Regions from separate parts of the Danio rerio genome. Here region 2 is linked to region 1. The links are chromatin contacts, called in public Hi-C maps. All regions are on one chromosome and are shown on one strand. Each heading gives the region's core, a stretch centred on a gene start, on an enhancer-like site or on the middle of the called end of the contact. The rest is flanking DNA. Distances are from core to core; before and after follow the strand shown.

The links. Hi-C and Micro-C count contacts between places; a contact is called where the count stands out from the background.
Region 2: a Hi-C map of embryo shows a contact between it and region 1, with 3 times the contacts expected there. The contact joins the promoter of syne2a here to the enhancer-like site in region 1. A contact is called at or near these places in 2 of 18 Hi-C or Micro-C datasets (both in embryo) and 1 of 4 datasets of contacts at active chromatin or transcription factors (caudal fin).

Annotation. Positions count from the first base shown.
Region 1 is chr20:24,556,850-24,560,078 of GRCz12tu, forward strand. No RefSeq gene overlaps it. Among named protein-coding and RNA genes, the nearest start is that of nmu, 34 kb to the right of the region's middle. Within about 2 kb of position 1,597, at least 7 of the 62 cell types and tissues checked have an H3K27ac peak or open chromatin away from gene starts, as enhancers often do.
Region 2 is chr20:24,351,568-24,354,796 of GRCz12tu, forward strand. syne2a (spectrin repeat containing, nuclear envelope 2a) reads right to left here and starts at 1,482. Exons shown (of 98, transcript NM_001365331.1): 1 at 1,341-1,482.

The DNA of each region.
Region 1 (3,229 bases), core at 347-2,846:
CCTACTCTTCTCATGTAAATCTACCAGAGACCGCTGCCAACTGATTTTGATCCTGCAATGTGACGGAGGAGTGCGATTTACCCCGCCCACCGAATTGATTGACAGGTGCCATGTCTCCATAATGAACAGAAATTTTTTTGCAAAGAAAATAGGATTAAAACATATGTAACAACTCCCTGTGATCAGCTGCACCTTAATAATTAATAATTAATTTTAAAACAGTACATGTTTGTTATAAAGTAAAATTTCTATGTAATTTTGAACTGCTACAATCACCATGGTGTCAGTAAATGCACATATGTGTTTGTATGTGTGTACTGCATAATGGCATTTGTGTGTGACTCATCATTTCAGAAAGGCTTGAATAAACTCCACAAACCAGAAACACATCAAATAAACTTACTTGGTATTTTTGAATACTGACCTTAATTCAGCTTCATCCGTGTCTGTCTTTGTCACTGACTGCTGTTTATCTGACGTAACGCATGAGAAGCAGACTCACACGCTGGAGTGGTGTGTGGGGAGAAGCAGCTCATTTGGATTTTAAGCCACAGGCAACAAAAACAGCTACATAGCTCTCAGACACCAAAACGGGCAGATTGTACATATAATAAATAATCTGATGGGTATTTTGAGCTGATACTTTACAGACACATTCTGGAGACACCAAAGTCTTATCTTACATCTTGTAAAAGGGGTAAAATAGGTGCCCTTTAAATGTGTTGATGTCATTGGCGCATGAACATTACCTGTTTGTTGTCAAACTATTTCATAACTGTAATAAGAGGCAACTCAAATATGTCTTAACATTAAAACAAATTACATAAAATTATTTATTAACATGTGAACCTTTCTGGATTCATGGAAGCTATGGAAATTAAAGATGTAAAACAGAAAATACAATAGGACTATTGTTATAGTTTACATCCCTCAAAATGGTCTATACACTTCCAGAAATGAAGGTATAAAACGTGTCACTGAGAAATGCCTTTTAAAAAGTTACATGTTTGTACTTAATGAGCCCATATAGGTATATTTTACATATGGGTACCTTAACAATCCAAGAAAAGTGCCTTTTGAAATTATTACTACACTAACACCATTAATGTACCAATATGGACCCAATAGGTACAAATGTGTAAAACAATATTAGCCTGGTTTGGACGCAACATGTTTCCTCTGTAAAAACACAAAATAACATTAAATATAAAATTCAAGCTGATCTAAAAAAACAAACAAACTATACTTTACATTTTAAGAAGGGGTTGCAAAGGCATTCGGTGGCATTTAATGTCTGAAAATGAACAGTTGTCGTAATAAACATGATTCAAATCAGCCAATCTCTTAAAATGCCCTTTGTCTTTGCAAACATGCATTTTTCTGTGGCTTTAGCAAATACCTGCTGGTAATCAGATTTATGGTTGTTTTGCTAATACCCAAACTGGACAGCGTTGATCTCACCGAACGTTGCATTTCACGTGTTTCAGACACACCATGAGCTCTGAAAAACACATACTGAACATACCGATCCACGTTTTGTGTTTCTCCCTGTGCCGTGTACTCAGTGTTTGTGAAGGTTTAAGTCTTGAGCAAGAGCTTGTATGAGAGGTCACTGATAAGAGGAATTCTGGGATATGAACAGAGACCTTTCCACCTCTGCCGGACAGTTATCATTTTCGTGTGTGTTTGATGGGTGATCTGCATCCTGTCAGTTCTCAGGTTGAGCCAAGAATTTTCTACTTATCTTGAACATCTCTTTCCCTGTGTCTTATCCCTTCGCTTTTATCACACTACGCTAAGCTGTAAAAAATGTTATTGCCTAAATCTGAAAAAATAAAATTGCAATTCAAATTCAACTTACATTAAACTTGCTTAAACATAAGTTTGATTATTGATTTTTAAATGTAATATTTTATTAATTTATTTTTATACTTATAATTTTATTAATTTAAATATACAAAAATATTTGTTGTCATGGCGTTGCTATTGATAATATACCTCAAACGTTCTGTAAGAATCAAATTGTTCATAATAAAAACACCATATTTACGCCTTAATTTTTTTGTTGAATTAAATTATTTTTTAGCTTACTTATATCAAACTGACCTGATATTAAGTTCATGTTTGTATAACTAAAAACAGTAGTTGATACCTGATTAACTAATAATAATAATAATAAAAAAAAAGTTGTCTTGATTTTTTTGTCATTTTTTAACAGTGTGTTATTTGATGAATATTTAGAGCATCATTAAAGAATCTCGTTTCAGCTTGGTGTCTCATAACTCTCCTCAAGTGCAGTTGATGAGGTTGATTTGAAATTGTTACAGAAAATTGTACAAATATTTATATGCTGCTCAAAAAATAAAGGGAACACTTGGAGTTACATTGTTTAAGTGTTCCCTTTATTTTTTTAACAGTATTTATTATATTATATTATATTATATTATATTATATTATATTATATTATATTATATTATATTATATTATATTATATTATATTATATTATATTATATTATATTATAGTTTATTATATTATATTATGTTATATTATGTTATATTAAATTATTTTATATTATATCATTTTATGTTAAATGATATTATATTATGATATATTTTATGAAATGATATTATATTTTATGAAATTATATTATATTATACTATATTATATTATGTATAAATAATTATTTTAACTACTCAAATATTATTTAATATTACTTAATTTCATTTCTTAATAATAATTTAATTTTAATTTCTGAAATAACATGGTACTTTATTCTTTTTTTAATTATAATTTTTATAATGAATTCATAGGACAAATTATTCATTAATGAAGGTGAAAAACTGAAAGTTAGTGAGTTATTATATCTCTTTGCAATAACCATAATGTACACCAATAGAGTTTCTGCATGATTTTTTTTATGTTTTTGGTTGTGTATAGATGCTCTGGGGGCTTCACAGCATGATTGTATGATTACAGCCCAGCCGAGCGGTTAATGGTTTTCAGCCCAGGGCTCTTTCCATGATTGAGGTGAGGCTGATTGCTGATGGCTCTAATGTGGATCTCTACTAGAGAGAGATAGAGATGCACAACAAAAGCACTGCTCTGTTCACCAGCTGCTCTGCCTATTCCTGAGAAACCAATGTTTCCAGGAGCTCCATGACCTGGAATGATCACATATGCACTATAAAAGCACCTACAGCCCAACGGATTGAGTATTTAAAGACAGA
Region 2 (3,229 bases), core at 232-2,731, 210 kb before region 1:
TCTCCCCATGTTCGCGTGGGTTCCTCCGGGTGCTCCCGTTTCCCCCAAAGTTCAAAGACATGCGCTATAGGTGAATTAAATAAGGTAAATTGGCCGTAGTGTATGGGAGTGTGTGCAAGAATGGGTAGGTGTTTCTCAGTGTTAGGTTGTAACTGGAAGGGCATCCGCTGCGTAAAACATATGCTGGATAAGTTGGCGGTTCATTCCGCTGTGCCAACCCCAGATTAATAAAGGGACTAAGCCGAACAGAAAATGAATAAATGCATGAAATAACTGGATATGAGGTGGTGGAAGCTATTCCTGGTGTACAGTAATATTTGTTAATATTAGATCTTTACTGTTGAGCTGGATTGAAGAAATTTGGTAAACTTCTTTGTAAAAATTATGCTGTACACTCATATACTGTATATAATACCACACCTATTAAATGTTTTACAAACATTCTAAATGCATGTAGTCAGTGTGAAATAACTTGAGAGTACAAATACCATTAGCAAGCACTTTCAGTAAAATAATCTGAAACAAATTACTACCTGTAAGCATTGTTAGAAAGCTTAGGGTGAGACACTGTAGAAAAAAATACTAATAATAAATAATAATCAAATCAGTTAAAAATAATACATAATTTTCATGTACCTGTTGATATTGAGATTTTAGGCTTTTCGCATTTCAAATTAAAATGCATACCTTTAAAGGCCTTTTCCAAAATTATATTTTTCCTTCAGCCATAAAAGAGCGTTAAATCTACACTTTATCAGCGCTTACATACACCAAACAATCTGTATTCAGAAGGTTGTTACAGATGTTCATATATAATATGGCTGGTTATACAACATTTATTCTAAGCCAAATTTAAAATGTATCTTTCCAGCTGTAACGTTACTCAGAATTTTCTTTAGTTTCTAAAGAGATCCCCAAATCTCTTCTGCAAAAACCTTCAATGTGTAATTGTCATTGTACTAATAATAAATATCAATATTGATAAAAAACAATGAATGTTTAAATCGGACTACATCCTTTTTTTCTTTTTAAACTGAGAACTTAACAAAAATTAAAATGAATAGAAACACTTCAATGTTCACCTGCAGAGTCTTGCCTTACCTGCTGCAACTTTTACTATCAGCCAAAATCAATAATACTGCACATTTACTGTGTGAATAGTACCATAAAACCATTAATATGATATAATTCTTCTATTTTTTTATTTAAAACATAAACATCTCTAAATGATCTGATACTGTGGTTAACGTTCATGACTTGAAACGCGCATGGCAGCAAGAAGAAGCTGACAGCTCTGCAGTTCATTCATAAAACACAGACAGAAAGTTTTACAAACTCACAATAAGGCTGTCCGCTGTTTGAAGTCGGCAACTATTCCCCTCAACTGTTTCCAAACTGCACCTTTGGAAGCACTGGAGGTCGAAATGAAAACAAACCGTGAACACGGCGTCGCGGCAATGATTTGTTTGAAGGGTTTTTACCCCGCCTTCAGTCCTCTTGAACTTGAACACACACCTTTTCAGTCCTCATGTTGGAATCAGTTCACAGAATCGGTTAGTTTGAACAGAATCTTTGTTTCAAAAAGTTGAATTGTTCGTAAGTGTGGTTTTCTTCTTCCATTTTTGTCTTTTAAAATGCTAGCTAAACGCAGCGTAGCATTGTACTTTTATATGTCTTTCAATAGCCTATATCTCGTCATAACTTTACTCTCAAAGTACGAAATGTCTTGAAAGAATCAAAAGAATCGGTTAAAAAAGCTTTCAATCGCCACATCGAAGGCGCGAAATTCATTTGCACTTGAAACATGTATGCAGTATGAAATATTAAACATGAGCACAAAACGTTTCAGTTTTGTAATCATTATAAGCGTTCAAAAAAACGATAATGCTCAATTAAGGCGCGACAGTGTGCATATACTGTGTGTGTGTGTGTGTGTGTGTGTGTGTGTGTATATATATATATATATATATATATATATATATATATATATATATATATATATATATATATATATATATATATATATATATTGCACTAGCGCAGCTTTCAAATAATTGTTATTAGCATTTTAGAAAAACAAACGGAGACGTGTGTACAGTATGTTTGTGTGTGGTCGTTGTGAGGAATAAGGTTATAAGGTTAAGTGTAGATTTTGCACTTTAGAACACTCATGTCCATGGAAATTCCCCACATTTAAAACAAACGTGCTTGTGTGTGTTTCTGTGGAAAGACTGCCACCTGTTGTCCATGCATATAAAATATCTGATGCATTTATGACAGACACTTGCTTTACTTTACTTTTAAATTTCATATCCAACATTTGATGTTGAATTTTGTCCTGTTTTTAGACAATTTTTTACAATTTTGGACCAATTTTACATTTGAAAATAATATTTTCCCATATTAATCTTTAAAAATCATAACACATTTCTTTCCTTAAAAAGTAAGTAACAATTTAGTTACTAATCAGAAAGAATAAAAGACCCAGGACTGTAATAGACTGTAACACATGTACTTTCCCCAACACTGATCCTGTCCCAGATACCCCTGCTAAAAAATCCAGCTTAAACCAGGTTTGGCTGGCTGGTTTTAGCTAGTCAACCAGCCTGGTTTTAGAGGGGTTTTGGCCAATTCCAGGCTGGTTTCCAGCCATTTCCAGCCTGGTCTTAGCTGGTTAGGCTGGAAAATGACCTGCTAAAACCATCTAAAATCAGCTTGACCCTCTTGGTTTAAGCTGGACATAGGTGGTTTTGGCCGGGCTCCCAGACTGGCTAGGCTGGTCAAGCTGATTTTTTAGTAGGTAAAAAAACATAAATCAATGAAATCACCCATTCTGAGAGGACAATATTCTGCCACAAATAAGTATGTCTGAGGTACAGTAGGATACAAGCAGGAATGAGGAAAGGAGATGCTTTTCATGTCTTGTAGGTGTAATTTATACTTATTTATATTCGTTTTTATTTTGGATGAAAATGTGTACAGCTGTACTGAAGAGTGATTGATGCTGCATCTGCTAAAGCTGGGAACCAGTCCACAAAACACCAGGGTTTCTGTAGAACTTGGGATGACAGGCTCACAGAGTACTGTATATATTTATTCATTGTTTCTCAAAAAACATCATAATAGTTCCCCACCGACATGACAACCTGTAACAACATAATGATGCACTAGAAATGTGCACCTTCTGTTGCGTGTAAAAAATAAATCAAAGCAATCGGTTTGTGAAACC